2 separate regions of the Gossypium hirsutum genome follow, and region 2 is linked to region 1. A link is a contact called in public Hi-C data. All regions are on one chromosome and are shown on one strand. The core of a region is the stretch at or near the end of the contact, and the rest is flanking DNA. Distances in the headings are between cores, read along the strand shown.

The links. Hi-C and Micro-C count contacts between places; a contact is called where the count stands out from the background.
Region 2: a contact with region 1 is called in a Hi-C map of leaf, with 2.0 times the contacts expected there. The contact joins two enhancer-like sites. A contact is called at or near these places in 3 of 34 Hi-C or Micro-C datasets (leaf and seedling).

What each region holds. Positions count from the first base shown.
Region 1 is chrA13:6,917,650-6,922,549 of Gossypium_hirsutum_v2.1, forward strand. No RefSeq gene overlaps it. Among protein-coding and RNA genes, the nearest start is that of LOC107894175, 9.1 kb to the left of the region's middle. Within about 2 kb of position 2,007, at least 1 of the 9 cell types and tissues checked has an H3K27ac peak or open chromatin away from gene starts, as enhancers often do.
Region 2 is chrA13:7,060,774-7,065,673 of Gossypium_hirsutum_v2.1, forward strand. LOC107894170 (GATA transcription factor 28) reads right to left here. Exons shown (of 8, transcript XM_041084658.1): 4 at 4,828-4,900; 5 at 4,610-4,732; 6 at 4,342-4,447; 7 at 3,721-3,792; 8 at 3,116-3,598. The coding sequence ends at 3,500. It also overlaps the pseudogene LOC107894172. Among protein-coding and RNA genes, the nearest start is that of LOC107894170, 4.5 kb to the right of the region's middle. Within about 2 kb of position 1,993, at least 3 of the 9 cell types and tissues checked have an H3K27ac peak or open chromatin away from gene starts, as enhancers often do.

The DNA of each region.
Region 1 (4,900 bases), core at 757-3,256:
GAAAGGATTTGGATTTTGTGAAGCATGGATAACTTCGATCATGAGATGTGTTAACAATGTCTTTTATTCAGTGGTGCTCAATGGAGGAAAATGAATCGAATTCAAACCTTCAAGAGGTTTAAGGCAAGGAGACCTTCTAAGCCCTTATTTATTTATCATTTGTGTAGAAGGCTTTTTGAAACTGCTCAACATAGCCAAAAGAGAAAAGAAAATCGAAGGAGCGAAGGTAGAGAGATGAGGCTTATCAATAACTCACTTATTTTTTTTGCAGACGACAGCATCTTATTTGGAAGGGCAACAAAAGAAGAAATTATGGCAATAAAGGCAATGGTAAATGAATATGAGAGAATTTCGGGACAAATGGTAAATTTCAATAAATCCTTGATATATTTTAGCAACAATATTTCAGAAGAATCAAAGTTGCAATTAGGCGTGGAGTTGGGTGTCAGAATTGCCAATAACCCGAAGAAATATCTAGGGTTACCAATAATGGTAGGACGACGTAAAAAGAAAGCTTTTTTTTAAATTAGATAATGATTCTTGACAAAAATAAAAAGCTAGAGTATCTGTAATCTATCAATAGGAGGCAATGAGGTTCTTATTAAATTTGTTTTACAGGCTATCCCAATCTACGCAATGCAGTGCTTCAGTTTGCCAATTTCTTTATGTTGTGAATTCGAAGTATTATTATGCAAATTTTGGTCGCCCAACTGAAGAACTAATCACGAAATCTATTGGTGTAATTGGAAACCATTATGTACCCCAAGGGGAGTTAGTTTTAGAGATCTTTCAATTTTTAATAAAGCCTTGTTAGCTAAGCAAGAGTGGAAGCTAATAACCAACCCCACCAGCCTATTGGCTCAAGTAAAGAAAAACAAGAATTATCTAAGATGCAATTTCATGAGTGCATGTTTAGGTTGTTACCCTTCCTTTATCTGGCGAAACATTTGGAGGTGACCGTGACATCCTGGAAAAGGGAACAAGAGTTTTACTTTTAATAAAAGTTAAATTCTATCCGTTTATTCAGTTACTTGATTGATGTACTGAATTAAAGGTTGATCATTATAAATTGATCTTCACTCTACTTATTAGTGTTACACAAGCAAAAATACAAATAAAGATTATAGCCCTATCACTTAGGGTTTGTGTAATTAAGGGAAAAGACTAAGAGGGATAAATTAATTTATCGGGTATTCTTCGTGTTATTTGTCAAGTTCAATGGCCAACTCAATTCCGCATCAAGTGTTTCTTAAACTTGTGAAAATCATATTATTTTTTTTTTGGTATATTAATCAAGCGCAGTACAACCGATTATTAGTTGTCACTACTGTCCATTGGATCAAGTTCTGCATGAAATAATGCTTGTTATTAACCCTTTCTATGGCTTGGAAGATGTGTAGGAGCTTTAAGATGTCTTCAGTCCACGGATTAAGTTTCCAACTCCAATGTTGAAGCTTTTTCTGTAAAAGATTGAAAAGCTGACAATCCTTCTGCAGGTAAATTTTGATAAGATGGCTCGTATTATACGCATATTAGAGCACTTCCCTTATGAGATGAAGCTTCAATGAGCTTATGTCCCAATCTGTATAATAGTGATTTTTTTTGCTTGAGAATTACCCCCATCAAAATTGACAATGGTAAAGCCACCAGCAATCCGAGAAGAACCTTTTTTCCAAGTAATGAACGCTGACAATCGTAATTGTTGTCCGATTGAAGGAAATTCGAAGGCAACAGGTGTGGTGGGTTCGATTTGGACTTTATTAGCAAGAGATAAAAAAGCCTCAGACCAATGTGTAGACATCGAATATGCCATCTGAAGAGATTGTGATGGATAAACCTTTACAGCTTCAAAAATGTTCTTATTTCTGCATTTCCATAAACTCCATAGAATTGCCGCAACAAGTGATGAACTAGTCAAAGAAATATTTGGATTAAGGATGTATGATTCAATGAAGTAATTGCAATCTAAATCTCTCAAATTATCAATCCTGAATTCAAAAGTACTACCAAACCATAACACTCTACCAAAAGAGTATTTCAGAAAAACATGATCTCAAATCTCAATGTTTTTTCTCCACATAATGAATAATGAGTGTCAGTGATGGGGATTCTTTTTTGCAATTCATGCTTGAGTGGTAAACTATTGTGCAGAATCTTCCAAAGAAAGAAGATGAGTTCATAAGGGAGCCTCAGTTTCCAAAGACGTTTCCAAAAGGTCTTAGAATGAGATCCGCTCAGTGGCGTAGGCGAGATATTTCTTGAAGCTAGAAGGAAGCAACCAGATTTTGTGGTATAATGACCAGATGGATCAAGAGTCCATATTAATTTATCATCCCTATCAAATAGATTAATCACTGTTTTAGATAGAGAATCAAAGCTCGTCGATGAAAGAAGGAGGTTCTTTAAGAGATTAAAAGACCAGTCGTTTCTATCCTGTGGCATTAAGTCCCTCAGACATCGAGATTGCTATGGAGTACTTGTATTGACAAGACTTTTGTGAAAGAAGTTTCCATTAGATATATAAATGTGTTTGTAATTACCAAAAAATAATATTATTCTAAAAATTTTATAATCGTTGTTTATGTAATATTAGGGATTTAATTTGCATAATATCTTAATTTTTATAAAATTTTATTAGATTATTGATTTTTTTCTTTAACATCTTACAATTGAGGATTCATATGATTGAGATGACTAATATTGAAAAAAACTAAAAACTTTAAGGATGAAAGAATCTTTTTAATGCAATTCATATTGAATCCATTACTTTCAAATTATGGGTCACTTCAAATTAAGCTTCTTCAAAGAGGAAATAAGGTTAAAAAGTCAAGAAAGTAATTTCATCAACTTTGTGGGTAAAGAAGTTAGTAAAGGACTTAAGGCAAAAACCAACAAATTCAATAAGAAGAACACTATGGTGGATAATTGTCTCTATGGTGGACTCACCTCTCAATTTCTCTATTGGCAAGAAAAAAGGAACAAATGGTGGATAATTGTCACTTTTGGAAGCAAGTAGAACACTATGAAAAATTGTCAAAAACGCAAAGCTTGGTTTGAAAAGAAAGGTAAATTTATGTTTTTATATGTTTTAAATTAAATTCAATTGAAATTTCTAATAATATTAGTGGTTTAATTCTAGTGCTACTACTTATGTATCTAACATGATGCAGAGATTCTTTTTTATTCAAATCATAAACTCAACTAAAGATTTGATATATATATATATATATACACACAACTTCTTGTCCTGTCTTAGATACTGGTTATCACTTAGATTTATTTTATACTATTTATGTACCTTCAATTTATAGGAATCTTATATCTATTTCAAAACTTGATATTTTTGGTTTTAAAATATCTACTTTTTTTTAGATTATAAGAAGGATTAAAGATTCCTATATATTTCACTCAAATTTCAAATTTAATCTATATACTTTAATTTTTATATAATTTGGTACCCCAACTTTGATAATGTCACTAGTTAGTCAAAATATTTTATTCTAATTAAAATGATTATGCGAATTTTTAAGAATTGTTAGCACCATTAAATTTCTTTATTAAATTAATGTTATAATGTTATTTTTTTGTTACATGATACTAAGTAATCTTTTTTTAAATTTCAAAATGTCATACTAGCAAATTTAACAAAAGGATTTTAACAATGTTAATAAATTGATGTAAATTTTTAAATTCAAAAAGTAAAAAGACTAAATTTCAAATATAAAATAGATAAAAGAATTTTGAGTAAAAATCATGCTTTGAAATAATAGAAAAGGTGTTATTTAAGTACATATGGATCGATTAGATTTCTAAATAACATTATTATTTAATTTATTGATAATATAACTAATTGTGTTTACATCAATTTTGTATAGATCAAAATAATGAATATTGAGAAGTAAAGGGGTGGATTTGCAACATATCTATCTTTTAAAATTTGTACAAATACAATTTGGGTTAAATTTTAAATTTATATATAAACTTTGATTTAATGTGCAATTTAATATATGAATTTTGATTATTATTATACACATAAAATTTTGATTGCATTTTAAATATATACAGAAAACTTTATTTTTGATTCAATCATACACATTTAAATAAATAAATACATAAATTTATTTTTATACTAATTAATATAAATATTTGTTTATGTAATATACAAACATAAAACGATGTTACATCAATAATTATATTAGAAATTTGTGAGAATTGGATCAAATCAAAATTTTATGTATAAATTACACAAAATCGAAATCTATATTATTGCAAATTGGCTATTTTACCAAAACTGACCCAAAAAATTTGATATTTATAAAAATGACCCAAGTTAAAAAACAATCACCAAAATGACCTGAAATGAACAGTAGAATGGGGTTTTGGCCTTCTAATGGTCGGCACCACTTGGTATTTTGGTCCCATGATTACTTGAGGATTGTGTCAGACTTTAAAAAATTGAATTTTTTGGTTCTGGTCTTCCAATGGACAGCACCAGGGTATTTTTTTTAAAATCGTATCATACTGGTATACAAAAATACCAATATTTAAAAAAATGGTTCTGGCCTTCTAATGGCCGGCACCAAGTACGAAAAAAAAATTCAATTTTTTTTAGGTGCTGGCCTTCTAATGGTTAGCACCAAACTACCAGTATTTAAAAAAAAATGGTTCTGGCCTTCTAATGGTCAGCACCAGGTACAAAAAAAATTTTAGTTTTTTCGTATGGAAAAAAATTAGAAGGCCAGCACCTAAAAAAATTTGAATTTTTTTTTGTACCTGGTGCAGGTCATTAGAAAGCCAATACCTAAAAAAATTTGAATTTTTTTTTGTATTGGTGCCGGCCATTAGAAGGCCAGAACCAAATTTTTTTAAAAAAATGATATTTTTGTAGCAGTATGATACA
Region 2 (4,900 bases), core at 743-3,242, 140 kb after region 1:
GATGTTTTCTCTGTGGGTCAGGTACAAGTGGTTCAACTTGGGTTTCATCAATATTTGGTAGCAGTGATAACCGCTCATCAGCAAAGGAGAGCTCGACAAACAAGCCATACACAGAACCTGTTCATAACATGGAACAGGCATTTTCCATGATCCATTTGAGAGAGGTGCATGCAGTTAGATAATCCTACAAGGGTCCAGTCCTAAATTAAAAAATATAAGTATTCAGTCTTGACAAGCATTGTTTTTAATTCTTTTCAGCCGCCATCTGTCCTGAGGCCTTCAGAAGATCGTTCAGAAACTGAAGCTATTGAAATTGCTGTCACCAAATTGCTCTTGAGATCATACTATGACATTGTTAGGAAGAATATAGAGGACTCTGTGCCTAAAGCAATTATGCACTTCTTGGTAAGTTTAGAACCAAACATATTTGGTAGTTAAATTTTTGTTACGGTGCCAACTGACTTGTCACCGGATGATTCACAGGCAAACCGTCTGTCTTATCAGGGCTCTTTCCCTGATTTTTTTCCTTTTCCTCATGAATGACCTATGATTAACAAGTGGAACTCATCCAAGGGAATTCCAGGCCTTAAGACTGTTAGAGAGAATCTTAAATCTTCTAAAATTTGCTTAATCTGACTTAATTTTATTTCTAGCAATCAACCTCTTAAATAGAGGTTATATAGGTTTACTTGTTTGAATAAAATACTTATAACCTAAGTAAATTCAAACAACGACTCTGAATAAAGGAAGCCTCCTAATATCTCTCAAAAAATACTTTATTAAAAAAATCTCCTAGAGATATAAAATACTCATAAATAAAATCTCCTAATAAAATAATAATAAACTAATATAATAATAAGTAATTGACATGTAACAGTTTCATCGTGCCTTTTACTGTTTTAGCCTTGTTCATGTTCTAGGTCCTGAAATTGTGAAAAAAAACATTGTGGTGCTCCAGTTAGGAAATTGTAAATCTTTCTAGCCAAATTAATTTCCATTTTGTCCATATATCAGTTTAGCAACAATGTGAATTGACTTAAATAATATTTGGTGCTATGTTGATTTCTGTCCTGGCTATTTTTGATCTGGAGAGAAGAAGCTTATGTCATGAATGCTGAACAAGGTTCTATTCGTTTCTGTGTGCGATTGATGTGTTTTAGCTCTGGTAGGACGGTCCTTAGAATTTCATGATTGTATGAATATTGTATCCTGTTTTACTTGTACATTTAGAACATGGAGCGAGCCTTGGTCAAAAAGTTTGCTTTTGATTTAGAAGGTTATGTTTGCCATAGTTTTTTCTTTCATTGGAATCTGAAACTGTTGAAATTCTTGTAAGTACAACCCTTTTCTTCCTATCTATAGTTTGTGGTCCAATTTGTTAAGCTGCAACATTATATGAATATTGATCTGTTGGTTGATAATATCTATATCCAGGTAAACCATACAAAACGAGAACTTCACAATGTCTTTATCAAAAAGCTTTACAGGTAATACTGTGCTCTTTGGTTTGATTTTAATTATTCGTACTTTTGACTATCTCTTTGCTGACCTTTGAGTATCCTGTCTGTCTGTCTGTCTGTCTGTCTTATGATCTGAAACAGAGAGAATCTGTTTGAAGAAATGTTACAGGAACCTGATGAGATTGCTTCTAAGAGAAAACGTACTCGAGAAACACTCCGAGTTCTCCAACAGGCATTCAGGGTGCGTTCCCTTTACCACATATCATCATGTCATAATCTGTTTGTCAAAATAACAAATGACAAATGTCTTCGTCCATGTGTACTCTTGTGTCGATATGTCCTCAATCCCCTGGCAATTATGCTTAATTTTTGTTTTCATACTAAATTACAACATTAAGAAATTAAGCGACATATATACACGTATTTTAATGTACTTCCTCAAAATCCTTTTGAATAGACATTGGACGAGTTGCCATTGGAAGCTGAAACAGTAGAGAGGGGATACAGTTTGGGTTCGGATCCAACAGGCTTGCCAAAGATCCACGGACTGCCAACATCATCAATATACTCTACGGGTGGTTCAGACGATGCCTATGCAGCTTCTCCTAAAAACCCAAAATCTCGGAAGTCATCTCACTCTGGTGAACTATCAACACACTCGTATGCTAATAATACAGATTCAAACGGAAGTGGACGTAGTTAGATGCCAGGTCTCTATCCTACAGTTGATTATTAAGACGAATGGAACAGAAGGGTGCATTTCAGTTCAAGTTCCTTTCATCTAATCGGGAGGGCATTATATTCATTTGATTGCTCAGTCTAGTTAGCTATCATAATATGGGGTTATAATTGGGTTGTTTATAGTTTTAGAAAGAACAATGGGTTGAGAAACCTGTTCTTTTGCGGGTCAAAAACAGTATTTTTAGCTTTGGGTAATGCAGCCCGATGCTTACTATCATATGTGGATTGATGTGAGATTTGAATCTCATCTTTTTTTGGTTTTGCATGTAATTTTCAATTTTGCATTCGATTTTTTTTTTTTGGGAGAACATGAGATAACAATTGATTTGGATTCTGGATTCTTCACTTGACAATTTTTCTATCGAGTATGGGAATAACAAATTGAGTACTGGGACGTTTAAGCACGCCGTTTTTCTATCCACATTTGACACCTTGTTTAAAGGTGGTGGAGTTCTTGTGATTAGATCCAATTAATCTGAGATCCTTACCGACAATAATTTAAATCGTAAATATTTATACTGATAATTAGAATTGAAACGAGTAACGAATGTTTCAAGAAAAAAAAGCTTATTCTTCGAATAAATTAATTAATGAATAGACTAAGAATTTAAGAAACTGAAAATATTAACTGATGTCTACATGTACACGCTCAACTTTTTATATCACTTATGAAATTGCTTTTTTCAATATAAATATATATATGTCAAGAACATGAAATTTCATTTTAATATCTAAATCATATCTACTAATTTACCAATATATAATTAACAGTTAAAAATCTCTTACATTAAATAAAGAATTAAACATTTTTAATTGATTAAAAATTCTACATGCATTATCTACAATAAAATAATAAATATTAGGATTGACTTGCTAAAATACTAATCACAAAACTTTGTTAAAATATGCTAATATAAGTAAATCCTGTCAATTTGGATTTCCATTACTTCAGTCATCAAACCTCCCTCTGATAAATATATACACATTATGATCGGCTGAGATGGTTACCACCTCTAAAATTATCCTCATTAAGCACATTACATTCATAATTGTGAAGATCCAAAAAAGGGAAAAGAAATATGGGGACATTAATTAATGTTGAAGGTGAAAGTTTTTTTTTTTACTCCTAAGTTACATAAAACTAGTTTAACCTGTATCTCAAAATTATTTACACAAATGAGCAAGGCAATGTGCCATATATCTATTATATATACAGTCGCCAAACCATCTCGGATTATTACAAGAAAGTTTGACATCTGCCTTGAAACACCAAAGTAACATTGCACTCACCGTATTACTCATCTTTCGGAAGTCACACCAGAGTTATCTCTGTTCGATGAAGATACGACAACTGCAGTCCCAGTTACAGCCTCCGATTCATTAGCTTCAGCATCACTCTGATAAAACACACGCCGTGATGTAATAAATAGTTATGAGATTTGTAGAATGATTAGGATGTAACTCTGATGAATACAAGCAATGAATAACTATGATGGATATTGTTCTGAATTAGCAATACCTGTTCGGTAGTCTTCGCAGTTGGATCCTGGATTGCTACCATGGAGACCTTCGAAAGGTCTCTCAAAACACCCTGATAATCACAATTTCCCAAGTGAATAACTAAAGAATTACGTGTGATTGTTGAAAAATATCTTTTCCTACGAGCTACAAGTTAAGTACTAAGTTTGGTACTCGAGCACAATCTATAATGTTGTTCCCCAATTTCGAAATTTACTGTAAATTTGAAGCATAAGGTTGAAGCAAGATTGGAGGCAAGTTTTTCAACTCTAATCAAGAAATTGACATGCGAAGAGACAAGTGCCGGCAATGTCTGTTATCAAAGTCAAGAAATTAACAAAAAAGGGTTCTGCTGTTAATCTAACTAGCACTTTCTCTTGTATTCCATTCATACAAGAAAATAAGCAATTCAAACACTTGGACTAAATAAAATAAGCTAATGATAATAGGTCATATCACAATGATTAATCATAGTCTTGAGTGATTAAATATAATTCAAATTATGAAGAATATGTTATTAACAAAAGAGTTAATTGTCAATCATCTCATAGTAAGATCTTGAGTTCGCATGCATTGAAACAAGGAATAGACTTATAAAAAACTTTCTCCTATTTTAACAAACCTTATTTGCCCACTTGAGTCCACATGCGTTGCAAAGTGTCCTTGGACCAGCAGGACCTCGACGCATCATAGGAGTTTTCTTAGAACTGATTCCACAGTGTGAGCATCTACACAGGAAAACTAAACAATAAAGAAGAGAACCTAGAGAAATCCCTTTTATTGGCACAAAAAATATAATAGCTAGAGGACAAGCTAAACTAACATCTTTTAGTGATGAGTAATATGATCAATTGTTAGAAAGCTATTTGATCATAGAAAGGACTACTCACAAAGTTTCTTGCATGCTCTCGTCTTGTCCAAAGCCTGGTGTTCCACTCCAGCCTGAAGAAGCTGAAGCTACTTCATCAGAAATTGCCTTGGCTGATGTGAACTGGCCCTTCTTACGCTGCATCCTAACAAATCATAAATAGAGTGTTAGAAAGAAAGTGGCATGAACAAGCTACATTTGAAGAAAGAAGGTGGGGGGAAAATATGATAATTGGAATACCGGAGAGCCACTTCTTTCCGCACAGTATAGCGGATTTTCTTATCAAAGCACCGCTCTTTTCTCTTCTCCCGGA